Regions from separate parts of the Mus musculus genome. Here regions 1 and 2 are each linked to region 3. The links are chromatin contacts, called in public ChIA-PET and HiChIP or PLAC-seq maps. All regions are on one chromosome and are shown on one strand. Each heading gives the region's core, a stretch centred on a gene start, on an enhancer-like site or on the middle of the called end of the contact. The rest is flanking DNA. Distances are from core to core; before and after follow the strand shown. Region 1 overlaps 1600020E01Rik (RIKEN cDNA 1600020E01 gene). Region 2 holds the start of A430078I02Rik (RIKEN cDNA A430078I02 gene). Region 3 holds the start of 2610306M01Rik (RIKEN cDNA 2610306M01 gene).

What was found. ChIA-PET counts read pairs in DNA pulled down with a chosen protein or histone mark. HiChIP or PLAC-seq counts read pairs in DNA pulled down with a chosen protein or histone mark.
Region 1: an RNA polymerase II ChIA-PET map of memory CD8 T cells shows a contact between it and region 3, with 9 read pairs. The contact joins the enhancer-like site here to the promoter of 2610306M01Rik in region 3. A contact is called at or near these places in 1 of 39 promoter capture datasets (embryonic stem cells), 5 of 115 datasets of contacts at active chromatin or transcription factors (bone marrow-derived macrophages, effector CD8 T cells, memory CD8 T cells and 2 more) and 4 of 9 other capture datasets (adipose tissue, embryonic stem cells, liver and 1 more).
Region 2: an H3K27ac HiChIP or PLAC-seq map of microglia shows a contact between it and region 3, with 5 times the contacts expected there. The contact joins the promoter of A430078I02Rik here to the promoter of 2610306M01Rik in region 3. A contact is called at or near these places in 3 of 39 promoter capture datasets (the SN4741 cell line, liver and pre-B cells), 1 of 484 Hi-C or Micro-C datasets (CD4 T cells), 3 of 115 datasets of contacts at active chromatin or transcription factors (the SCID.adh cell line, intestinal villus epithelium and microglia) and 2 of 9 other capture datasets (liver and pancreatic islet).

Annotation. Positions count from the first base shown.
Region 1 is chr6:86,546,066-86,550,157 of GRCm38.p6, forward strand. The region is part of intron 3 of 1600020E01Rik (RIKEN cDNA 1600020E01 gene); the gene reads left to right. Among named protein-coding and RNA genes, the nearest start is that of Gm38676, 19 kb to the left of the region's middle. Within about 2 kb of position 2,091, at least 143 of the 459 cell types and tissues checked have an H3K27ac peak or open chromatin away from gene starts, as enhancers often do. A contact at or near this core is called in adipose tissue, bone marrow-derived macrophages, embryonic stem cells and 3 more, where this site is marked.
Region 2 is chr6:86,478,852-86,482,689 of GRCm38.p6, forward strand. A430078I02Rik (RIKEN cDNA A430078I02 gene) reads right to left here and starts at 1,979. Exons shown (of 3, transcript NR_131126.1): 1 at 1,815-1,979.
Region 3 is chr6:86,847,999-86,851,715 of GRCm38.p6, forward strand. It overlaps 2610306M01Rik (RIKEN cDNA 2610306M01 gene), which reads right to left and starts at 1,442. Exons shown (of 1, transcript NR_028298.1): 1 at 409-1,442. It overlaps Aak1 (AP2 associated kinase 1), which reads left to right and starts at 1,507. Exons shown (of 16, transcript NM_001378654.1): 1 at 1,507-2,217. The coding sequence starts at 2,055.

The sequences.
Region 1 (4,092 bases), core at 841-3,340, 300 kb before region 3:
TGTATTCCTTTATAAAAATTTTTATTTATTTATTATATGTGAGAACACTGTAGCTGTCTTCAGATACACCAAAAGACGGCATCTGAACTCATTACAGATGGTTGTGAGTCACCATGTGGTTGCTGGGATTTGAACTCAGGACTTCTGGAAGAGCGGTCAGTGCTCTTAACTGCTGAGCCATCTTTCCAGCCCCCAAAACTGTATTCCTAATTGTAACCTCTCCACCTCTCATTTCTTTCTCTCTCTGGCTGCAGACCACCATTTCATTCTTGCTGTTATGAGGTTATTGTTTCTTACTTCCATGTGTGGGGAGACTGTACAGTGCCTTTACTCTCATCCTAGCTTGTATCATTTAATGTAATGATCCCCTGTTGCAGTCATGCTCTTGCAAATGACAGATTTAAAACCTTTTTTTGGGGGGGTTTTGTTTTGTTTTGTTTTGAGACAGGGTTTCTCTGTATAGCCCTGGCTGTCCTGGAACTCACTCTGTAGACCAGGCTGGCCTCGAACTCAGAAATCCGCCTGCCTCTGCCTCCCGAGTGCTGGGATTAAAGGCGTGCGCCACCACGCCCGGCTAAAACCGTTTTTTTTTTTTTTTAATTGACTGAAAAGTATTCTGTAGTATAGTTTACATTTTCTTCCTTGTTCCCCCTCTGACTGTTCCACTTTCTTTCCTTTTCTCCTTTTAAAAACAATGTTGTTTCTTTCTCTTTGAGCTGGGGATAGGACCCAGGTCCTCATGGATGCTAGGTAAGCATTCCACCAGAGAGCCCTGGCTTGCAGTATGCAGTTGCTGTCAGTGCTGTAGTGAACATGGGCTATTGATGTCTTTTTCTTTGTGTGTGTCTATCTTTTGGTCTGCACAGAGTCTTCCTTATGTAATCTGACCTCAGAGCTTACATCTTTCTGCTTTAGCCTGCTAAGTATTGGGATTATCTGCATATCTCACCATACTTGGGCCCTGTGTGAGTAGTGTCTTCACCGCGTTCAGTATTCTTTACTATTGATCACAGTCTATAGAGTAGCTTTCTGGCGTCTGGGTTCCTAGTGATGCAGCATGTGCCAGTGGCCTAAACTGGCCCTTCCTCAGTCCTTTGTAAGCAGCAGCCTATTATGGCTAGGAGCTTGTGAATTTTATTTATGCCTTGAATTTTTTCATAGAGTGGTAAGGTATGCCTTAAAAAAAAACAGATTTATTTTATGTATGTAAATACACTGTCCCTGTCTTTCAACACACCAGAAGAGGGCATCAGATTCCATTACAGATGATTGTGAGCTGGGAATTGAACTCAGGACCTCTGGGGGAACAGTCAGTGCTCTTAACCACTGAGCCATCTCTTCAGCCCTGAGGTGTGCTTTTTTAAAAAGTAGCCTTGAATTAAGAACTTAAAACTTTTCTTGGTACAGATGTTTCCCAGTCTTCTTATGTTACGGGTGAGGAAACTGAAACTGAACCCAGAAAAGTGCAGTGACATGTCTTGAGTCACAGCTAGCCACAGTGGAACCTCAGGCATATAACCCAACTCCTGCTGAGCTGTCCTCTGGTATTGTCACTTCACAGCAAATGGTCACTAGGAATAAACTGAAAAGTTTTTACTGAGACAGGAATTTTGCCACCCATTAATGGGGAATCAGGAAGAGGTAGTAATAACTCTTTATACTCAAAATGTGGCCCATTTGAAGGATTCTGGATCCCTTTGCCCTGATGTCCCAGTTATTGGATCCTCCCTGTAATTCTCAAACTCAATAAATCCAGAAAGTTGCTTCAGCTTTGGAGAAAAGAGTTATTGAGTAGACTGGAGTGGGATAAGTGTGTTTATGCCCTGCTGTAAATAGTTGACAACCTAATCAGCTGCCAGAGCTTGGAGACAGACACTGTAAACCGTGTCTTATCAGTGGTCTAGTTTCTGTTTGCGTTCCAGCTGGGGACTCTTCTGATGGGAACCACCTGTTCCTGGTCTTTGCGCGCTTTGGATTTCCCCAGTCCTTCAGTCCTTTCAGTTTTGAAATGAAACCTGCTCTCCTGGCTAAGGTCAGGTCCAAGAGGACTTTGACAGTTCACACCGACTTGTTTTTTCTTAGAGCCAGCTGGTAAGTGAGCCTGTGGTTTGAGAAGTGGTAGTGAATCAGCTGTTGGGTAAGGACTGAGCAGTGTCATTGCTTTGGGTAACCAGGAAAACAACCAAGTATGTTTGCTCAGGAAGCTGAAAGTTAAGAGTGCAGTCGCCAGAGGGCTGCACAACCGCAGCCTTGCTTTCCAGAGGAGGACGTCTCCCACCCCCAACACCCTACCCCAGGTTTAGCTACTGTAGCCAGCCCAGACTCGCCTTGAATTCCTGATTTTCCTGCCTCAGCCTTTAGTATTAGGATTACAGGTGTATACCATCATGCTTTATTACAAAAAAGGTGTTTGGGGTTTTTTGTCTTTCTTTCTTTCTTTCTTTCTTTCTTTCTTTCTTTCTTTCTTTCTTTCTCTCTTTCTTTCTTTCTTCCCTTCCTTCGTTCCTTCGTTCGTTCGTTCCTTCCTTCCTTCCTTCCTTCCTTCCTTCCTTCCTTCCTTTCTTCCTTCCTTTCCTTCCTTCCTTTCTTTCCTTCCTTCCTTTCTTTCCTTTCTTTCCTCTGTAGCTGTCTTCAGACACACCAGAAGAGGGCATCTGATTTCATTACAGATGGTTGTGAGCCACCATGTGGTTGCTGGGAATTGAACTCAGAAACTCTGGAAAAGCAGTCAATGTTCTTAACCACTGAGCTATCTCTCCAGCTTCTTGTTTTTTTTTATTGTTTTTGAGACAGGGTTTCTCTGCAGACCAGGCTAGCCTCCAATTCACAGAGATCCACCTCCCTCCTGAGTGCTGGGATTAAAGGCATGTGCCACCATCACCTGGCTACTGCAAAAGGTTTTATCTCAGCTTCTTGTCTCCCCATAATACCTCCTCACCTCCTTTCTGTCTGAGTCTCTGGCCTCTCTCTGCTGCTTTGCTGTCCTTGCCCTTCACCATAAACGTCTCACCAGGACATAACTCTTCATTTAACTCTGTCTAGTGAGACTGGCTCACCCCATGACCTCACTAGGTTGCCCCAGGCTCATTTCTTAGCAGCATAGAACCATCCTCCCTTTAGGATTTCTGCTGGAACAATGGCAGCTGCTTTTGTTCTGCATGCTGGCATGTCTTCCTTTGTCTTCCACATTCAGTGGTCCCAGTTAAAGATCCAAGACAAGCCTGGGCACAGAGGTTCAGGAGAAAGTATGGCATTGGGAGGCTATGTTAATATGTTCAGATGTGGGCAGGTGCAAAGCCATATTTAACCATGAAGGCCATGTTGGGTGAGAGGGTAGCCTTGTTCCCTGGCTCATTCTCTTTGGGGACAGAGTGTAGCTCAGTGGTGAAGCACTTGATCCCTAGCACCACAAACACCAGGATGATTGGTAGTTAGTAATTTATATGGAATGTAGCAATTTCTGACTCCTTCTCTTATTCCTGTTCCCTGGAGAGAATGTGTCCTTGGAATGTGTAAACCCAGAAAACACTTAAAAGTTATTTTATGTCTTTAAAGTTTATCTCCACAAATGACATGTTATATACCATTCTGATACTTTGTCTCAAGAATGGGCCTTTAGCCACTATTGTGGAGTACATTTTTTTTAAAGATTTATTTATTTACTTAACATGAGTACACTGTGGCTGTCTTCAGACACACCAGAAGAGGGCATCAGATCTCAGTACAGATGGCTGTGAGCCACCATGTGGTTGCTGGGAATTGAACTCAGGACCCCTGGAAGAGAATTCAGGTGCTCTTAACCACTGAGCCATCTCTCCAGCCCTGTGGAGTACATTTTTTTGTCCAAGCACTCAGGAAGGTAGAGACAGGGAGATCTGTAAGTTCAAGGCCTGTCTGATCTATATCGTAGCAAGCTTCAGGTTAGACTCTGTCTCAAAAACAAAACGAAATAAAACAACAAAAATTGGGCCTTGGCAGTATCCCATGTTAGTAAATAGTCATTTCATTCTTTGTGGCCACTGTGTAGCATTTCATAAAATGGATAGTGCTGTGTTTTATTTAGCTACTTTCCTATTGAGAGACAAGAAAGTG
Region 2 (3,838 bases), core at 729-3,228, 370 kb before region 3:
TCTGGGAGTTTGAGGCCAGTCTGGTGTACATATTGAGTTCTCTAACAGCCAGAGCTACATAATGAGAACCCTGTCTACACACATGCAGACAGAGAGTGTGTGTGTGAGAGCCTCAGCTCAGCCACCTTTGCACTTCCTACAGTGCTCCAAGGCTAGGTATGTTTTCGTTTGCTGGGGTTGTGATTTGTGACTGGGTAAATGAGTAGGTGAGCCCTGTCTGCTGCTGCACTCCACTGACAAGCCCGAAGTTGATCAGGCTTGGTCCCAACACCTCCAGGCTCACTGCTTATCTTGCATAGTGAATAACCCAGCACTACGTTTTGCCAGGTGGGAGACATGCAGGCCCCTCATAGTCCTGCCTCATCTTCCCCAGTGCTGGAATTACTAGCATTGGACACCATACCAAAGGGCTAGAAGGGTTAGGGATGGAGTTGAGGGTTAATACGTTAATACCTGCTGTTGAATGGTATTTTGCAAACTTGACAAGAGTCTCTGTGTCTCAAGGCCACCTTCTGGCATCTTCCAATCTTTCAGTGTCACAAGCCAGGATGTCCTGTCAGGAAACCTGAGTAACACCAGCCTCTCTCTCTGTGGGTGAGCTTTGTGGGGGTGAGCGGGGGTCACTTCCTTGGAAGCTCCTTGCTGCTTCTGACAGGCTTTGCTGAGCCCTGCAAGTGTGCTGGAGAGTGACCAGCCTCCAGGGCCTTCTGCTCTTTGTCCTCAGCAATCTAAAGGCACTCAAGGGAAGGAAGGTGCATCCTCTCTGGGGAGGAATGGATTGTTCTAATGTCTGCGATCTGGCCACACTTGGCATCTGTGAAAGCAACTTGCTTTCAGAGCACATGGAGCGCACCTGGCAGAGGTCTCAGATCACATGCATGAGCTGAGGAATTGTAGCTAAAGAAAGCTAAAAGCTGGATGCTATGGCTGTCAGGGTCAGATTAATGAGTTATTGAGGTTGTGTGAATTAGTTTATACTTCAGCTATCTGTGATCTTTGCAATATAAAAGCTAATTCCCCAAAAACACTTAAGAAAGAGCAATAAAGAGAGGCAGAGGCAGGCAAATTTCTGTGAGTTCTAGGCCAGCCCTGTCCACATAGTGCCAGGAGGAATTACATAGTGACATCCTGTCTTAGAAAGAAATGGGGGTTGGGAGGAAAGCAATGATCATAAATTGTATGTTGTCACACACAGTGTGGTGACCTTAAAATGGCTAATACCATGAAAATATCTACAACTTGGTGATGTGATTGGTTTACTGAAAATGTATTTTTTTTTAAGCAAAGTATTCCAGACAATGATAGCCAATTGACAACCCCCTAACAACCCTCACAGATGTCAGGGCAGGAATTTGGTCTCATGTTTCTGCCCCCAACTCCTGGCCTCAGACAGCTGCAGATACATATTCCATGTAGCTCCAGTCTCTGAAATACCAAATGGAAATTTACTGGGGCTCTCAACTAAGCCAGACTCTCACACAAACTGTACTGCCCCATGGGACTCTCCACAGGGCCAGATATTTTATGAGAACGGGCATTCCCAGTTGATTGGGTCAACAAAACGAAACCAAGGAACTGTGTCTTAAAACTAATGTATCCTGTTTAATTGTACACAAGGGACACTCCACTCCAAAGCAAGAGCCAGGCAAATCTCAGGTTTGTAGACTCGGTGAGAATATTGGAGGCTTTTGTGGAGCTTTGTTTTCTTTAGAGAGGGATGACCAGCTGGCAGGGGGCTGGACGCTGCCTTGCAGGAGGAGGGCACCAGCAGAGGAGACAGGAAAACACAGTCAGCAAAACTGCGGAGAGCTTACCAGGGCTCTTGGAGAAGGCACAGAAAGGAGAATCAAGGGCAAGCAGCGGGTTGTTAGACTGTCGACCTCAGAAAGGCAGCCCAGCTCTGGAGTTTCCAAGTCAGGGAAGAAAAGCAGCTGCTCGTGGACCTTCAGGTGTGGGCTGTCCTGAAATGGCCATGCGAAGAGCAGCAAGAGTCTAGAGGCCACTGCTGGCTGCACAGAAGGGGCCGTGGAGCGCTCTCAAAGATGTGTGACTAGGCAAAGCAAGAGCTTGCACTAGCTTTGCTTTTAAACATTTGTATATATTTCCATCTTTGAATCAGTAATTTGTTTACACGACTCAAAATTTAAAAACAACAGCAAACAAATTAGTATATACCTCCCATTGCCCATCCTTTATCTGGGAATGGTTATACAGGGAAAAGTCCCATGTGCATGTTATGCAACTACAGATAGCAAACGTACTGTGTTTCAAAAATAACTCTGAGAAAGATTTTTGTGTATTATTGTTGTTTGTTAAGTCAGGGTCTCAGTAGGTATCTCTAGCCAGCCTGGAGCTCAATCTGCCTGCTTCTGAATGTTGTAATTAAAACAATTGTGTCCAGCAAAGCATGGTGTTGTTAGTGGTGGTTTTTGAGATAGGGTCTCATTATGTAACTCTGGCTGTCCAAGAATTCACTGTGTAATACAGGCTAACCTGGAACTTACTCGCCGAGACTTGCCTGCCTTTTCTCTGCCTCCCTAGTACTGGAATGAAAGGTAGCTGTTAGAGATCATGCCTGCCCAGGGATTTGGTGTTTGTTTGTTTGTTTGTTTGTTTGTTTGTTTGTTTTTAGAAAATCCTTTGCAGCCCAGGCTAACCTTGCATTTGACCTTTTGTAGCCCAGGTTAACCTTGAACTTGACAGGTAGCTGGGGGGTGACCTTGAACTTCCAAGCCTTCTTCCTTTATCACCTAGGTGTTAGAATAGGTTTGGGCCACTCCTGGTTTAAGTGTTGATAGGATAGAATTCCAGTTTTTCTATCAGCCAAGCAATATTCTCTGCTTAGAAGAAAGGAGTCTAATGCCTTAACAGAAAAGGCTGCTTGGGAGATAGATATGCTAGCCCTGATCTGAACCCCACTCTGTGGGGAGGTACCGGGCTCTCAGCAGAACCTGAGTTTATTGACTTGGCCAACAAACTGCAGGATTGGCTTGTCTTTTCCTCACCAGCAATGGCCTACAGGTTACAGACACACAGCACCCTGCACCCCGCAGTGTTAACATGGTCCCTAGGGTCACAGCTGGGGGCCTCATGCCCTGGAGTAGGCACTTGACCAACAGCCATCTCTGACTTTTTAAAAAAAAGATCTCCTCCTATATATAGCCTTGACTGACCTGAAACTGACTTTGGAGACCAGTTAGACTTTGAACTATTGACTGCCTTCCTCTGTCTCATAACTGATGAGATTGTAGGTATGCACCTCCAAGCCGTATGTGTACGTGTGTGTACGTGTGTGTACGTGTGTGTGTGTGTGTGTGTGTGTGTGTGTGTGTGTGTGTGTGTGTGTGTTAGAAGCTTACTATCCCTTGTTTCTCTGGATTTATAGGGAGGAGTCCTCTAGCCCAGACTCCTAAGTACTAGGGTAATATTCTTGAACCATATGCCTAATTAATATGCACAACTTAACATTTTTTTTTTAGATTTATTTATTTATTATATGTAAGTACACTGTAGCTGTCTTCAGACACTCCAGAAGAGGGAGTCAGATCTCGTTATGGATGGTTGTGAGCCACTATGTGGTTGCTGGGATTTGAACTCCGGACCTTTGGAAGAGCAGTCGGGTGCTCTTAGCCACTGAGCCATCTCACCAGCCCAACTTAACATTTTCTATTTTATTCATTATTTTGTGAGTTTGGGGGTGGGATAGTGTATGTGAACAAGTGAGCTCCAGCCATGGCATGTGTGCCGATATCAGAGGACAACTCTCAGGAGTTGGTTCTCTCCGCCGGTGGGATCTCCTGGATCAGAGCCAAGCTGTCAGGCTTACACGGCAAGCACA
Region 3 (3,717 bases), core at 192-2,691:
CTATCTCTCTCCGGAGAGTTATATGACTATGGTACCACATGAAATAAGAAACCGCAATAGCCACCGCCAGCACAGCCGGACTCAATATTCAGATTAACCAAGAGCCATCTTTTTTTGTTCTATTTTTCAAGACAGGGTTTCTCTGCATAGCCCTGGCTGCCCTGGAACTCATTCTGTAACCCAGGTTGTCCTCGAAATCAGAAATCTGCCTGCTTCTGCCTCCCAAGTGCTGGGATTAAAGACGTGAGCCACCACTGCCCAGCAAGACCCATCTTTTTTTATTTCCTGGGGGCCCCCTTCTAGATCTTCCTCAAGTGCCTGAAGTAGAAATTCTGGGATGAACTGCAAGAGGGTAGTTGCATCTTTAAGAAGTGTGGGGAGCTGGTGGAAAAATAACCTATACTCAAAAAAGAGAAAAAACCATGTATTTCTTGGGGGAGAGGGCAGGGGAGGCAGGGATTTGGCACGACAACAACATCTTCTGTGAAGCAATCTAGGAGGAGAGATCTCAATTCCTTTCCAAATCCTTAGCATTTGACAGGTGCCAATCACACAGCCCTGTACTCTATCCGCACCCAAGCGATCCTTAGTAAACACAGCATCTTCTTGCGAAAGATTCTGAAGAGAAAGCAGTAGGTGTGTCTAAAGTTCCCTTTAAAGGCGTGAATATATCTGGTAAGGACCAGGCAAATCTGGGTCGGCAGAGGGCCATGGTTTGGGGTGGAGCCCAAGGATGGATGTAGCCTGGTCCCTAGATGCTCCGTGTACTGGATCTCCCGCAGTTCCTTCTTCGACCCTCAGGCTTCTCAGTTCTCATCGTGGTCGGGGACCGGAAGACACCTGCTTTGTTTCCTTCAGCACCGAGATTCCGCTCGGCTCCCTGCTGGCATCATACCCACTTCTCCCCAGCCCCCAAGCCTTCAGTACCTCCGCTCCCATGACGTCGGGGAACTCCCAAACCCAACTGGGGCGAGGCAGCTAAACCGCGTCCTTCAGGTGTCAGTCCGGACTCCTGTGAAACCACAATTCCCAGAGTGCCTCTGTCCATGAGGCCAAGCCATAGATAAAATGGCTACAGAGAGTGGGACGTGCAGCTGGAAAACTAGTCTCTGGTGACTTTAGCAGATGTACTTAAATACCCGAAGCCTCACTTCTGCACCACTCCACTATCATCTCCAGTCCCTGGAGACGGCGTCCGAAGGTGCGCTCGCTCCCGGGGCATCTTGGGAATTGTAGTCCAGATGCCAGATTACCCCGAACTACTCTTCCCAGGGTGCTCAGCGGCAGGACTACGGCAACGCTCTCTTCCAAGTGTCTCTGTCCCGAGTTCCACTGCTCTGGTTCCCTTCTTGCCATCGGTTTCTTTCGCTCTGTAGCTATAGCTGGTGCACCTGAGACGGCCCCTGAGAAGGGGCTGTGCGGCCCTGAGAAGCACTTCCGGTGGCAGGTCACTTCCGGGTGGGTGGTCGGAGCCGACGGGCGCGCGCGCGGGGGAGGGGCGGCCTCAGCGCGGCGCTCGGGGATCAGCTGGCGGGCGGGCGGGCGCCGAAGCGGCCCCGGCTCTGCGGCAGCGCCGCCTCCTTCGTGTCGCAGGCCGGCGGCCGTGGCCATGTCGCGGGGCTGGTAGCTGGGCTCGCCGCCGAGCGGCCGCTAGTGGGTGTCCGGGGCCCGGGGCGGGGGTCCGGGCAGGGGTCCGGTGCGTTTCCAGGGCTTTCCCGAAGAAAATGCACGCAGCGTTTCCTCTGGATGACGGCCTGTGCTTTCCCTAGGACCCGGCAGTTAGGCTCTGGAGTGTGTTACTGATTCATCCTCTCTCTGCCTCTGTCATCGCAGGTTTAAACTTAAACGATCGCTCCCCGAGGAGGAGGGGACCCGCCGCGCGATTGACAGTCTATTCCTGCAGGCGCCGTCCCTCAGCCCCCACCCCACGGCCGGATTCCCGGGGCTCTGCTCAGGGCTGAAACCGGAGAAGAAATCCTTAGATCTCTTTTCTTTACAACAAATACGAACCTAGAAACCATCGGCATTTTGCCTTGGCATTTCATATTGGAAAGATGAAGAAGTTTTTCGACTCCAGGCGGGAGCAGGGGAGCTCTGGCCTGGGTTCAGGCTCCAGCGGAGGAGGGGGCAGCAGCTCAGGCCTGGGCAGTGGTTACATCGGAAGGGTCTTCGGCATCGGGAGGCAGCAGGTCACCGTGGACGAGGTGTTGGCGGAAGGTATGTTGGGAAGCCAGTGCGCGGTGAATTAATCTCGTGTGCTGATGTGGCAAGACTCTGGTTTCTAGTTGTATGAATGGGTTTTGACCAACTGACCCTCCCTTCCCCCTCTGCACTTTCCTTGCGAGTCATTGTCCTTGAGAGAATTAAAACTCAGACTGGGAATTGACAGGGCTTGGGGGGGCAGTATTGCCCAAATAGTTTACCTCAGTGGCCTTTCATTTGGGTGGGTGGGGGGAGCGCGTGGAGAAATCTCTTCCTTTGACCGAATTATTCGGATCCTATGTGTGAAGTATAAGTGAAATGCAGGGTGGTGGTCTTGCCATTTCCCTGAAACTTTAAATTCTGATGCGGAGGCTGAAGGGTGGGGATGGGGAGAGATCTTAAAGGAGAGGGGGGCTTCTCCCACCTAACTTTCCTATTTCTTTAAGTAGGTAGCCAAAGAGGATTTCTCTGGGGACAGGAATGCATTTTTTGGTGTTTTGGTTAGGTTTGTTTCTTTACCCAACTGCAGTGAGGTCCCCAGGATGTGGCTAAGATAAAATCATAAGCGAATGAGATGGTTTTGAACTCAGACGCCTAGGCCTCTTTTCTCCTTTTAGTTTCTATTAAGAATGACTTAGGATTGGCTCTGGTTTAGTGTTCTCTCAGTTGGAGAGGATGCTGTGTGGTTTCTCTCGGTGTGTGCTCGTTGGTCTATCTGTGCTCCTGCAGATACATATTTTTCTGCCCCAGGCTTTAGGGAAAATCTTGAGTGTTTCTTGGGTAACCTTAACCTCGACCTTCGTAATTATGCCAGACTGATACTTTTCACAGCTCATTGCCTGCTTACTGTGCTTTTATTTTTAATAAAAGCAGCAATTTCCTTGGCATGAAGCAATTTAAACTAATTGGATAGGACCAGTCTGCTGTAGGTTGCGTTACAGCCTGCCAAGGCTTGGGTCTGGGGGAGGCCTCAGTGAAGGCAGCATGGTGGTAGAGGCTAGTCTATCAGCGAGGGAAGGAGGAATGAGAGCTAAGCAGCCCCTTCGAAAAGGAGGCTTTTGCAAGCTGAGGTTGAAGGAAGGACCTCTACCTGGGCCTAGGAACTGCCTGTCATGGTGAGTCTTGTAGGGTGGTGGACGGGTGGGTGGGAAGAGGCCAAAGCTGTGTTAGACTTAGTTTGTGTAAGTACTGGATTTGGCAAGGCCCAGTTTCTGAGGATACATTGAAGCCTATACTTAAAAAGCACAATTTTGAAGAGATATCTGATAATTTCCTTGTAAATTACTGCTGCTTTTTTTATTTTTTATTTTCCATTCTTAGTATTGTTCCGACTGGACTTAATCTGGGCCTGAGTTACAATCCTTTCTGAACCTTTCCTTGAGGATTCTGGTGCAGGGTGGGAGATGCTGCTATGTCTGCTGCCAGATCTGTACCTTGGAATCTGAGCTGACTCTTATCCTGTAGCCAAAGTCCTTGACTACAGTGGGGGGTGGGGAGGGAGAGGGGGGTGAGAGA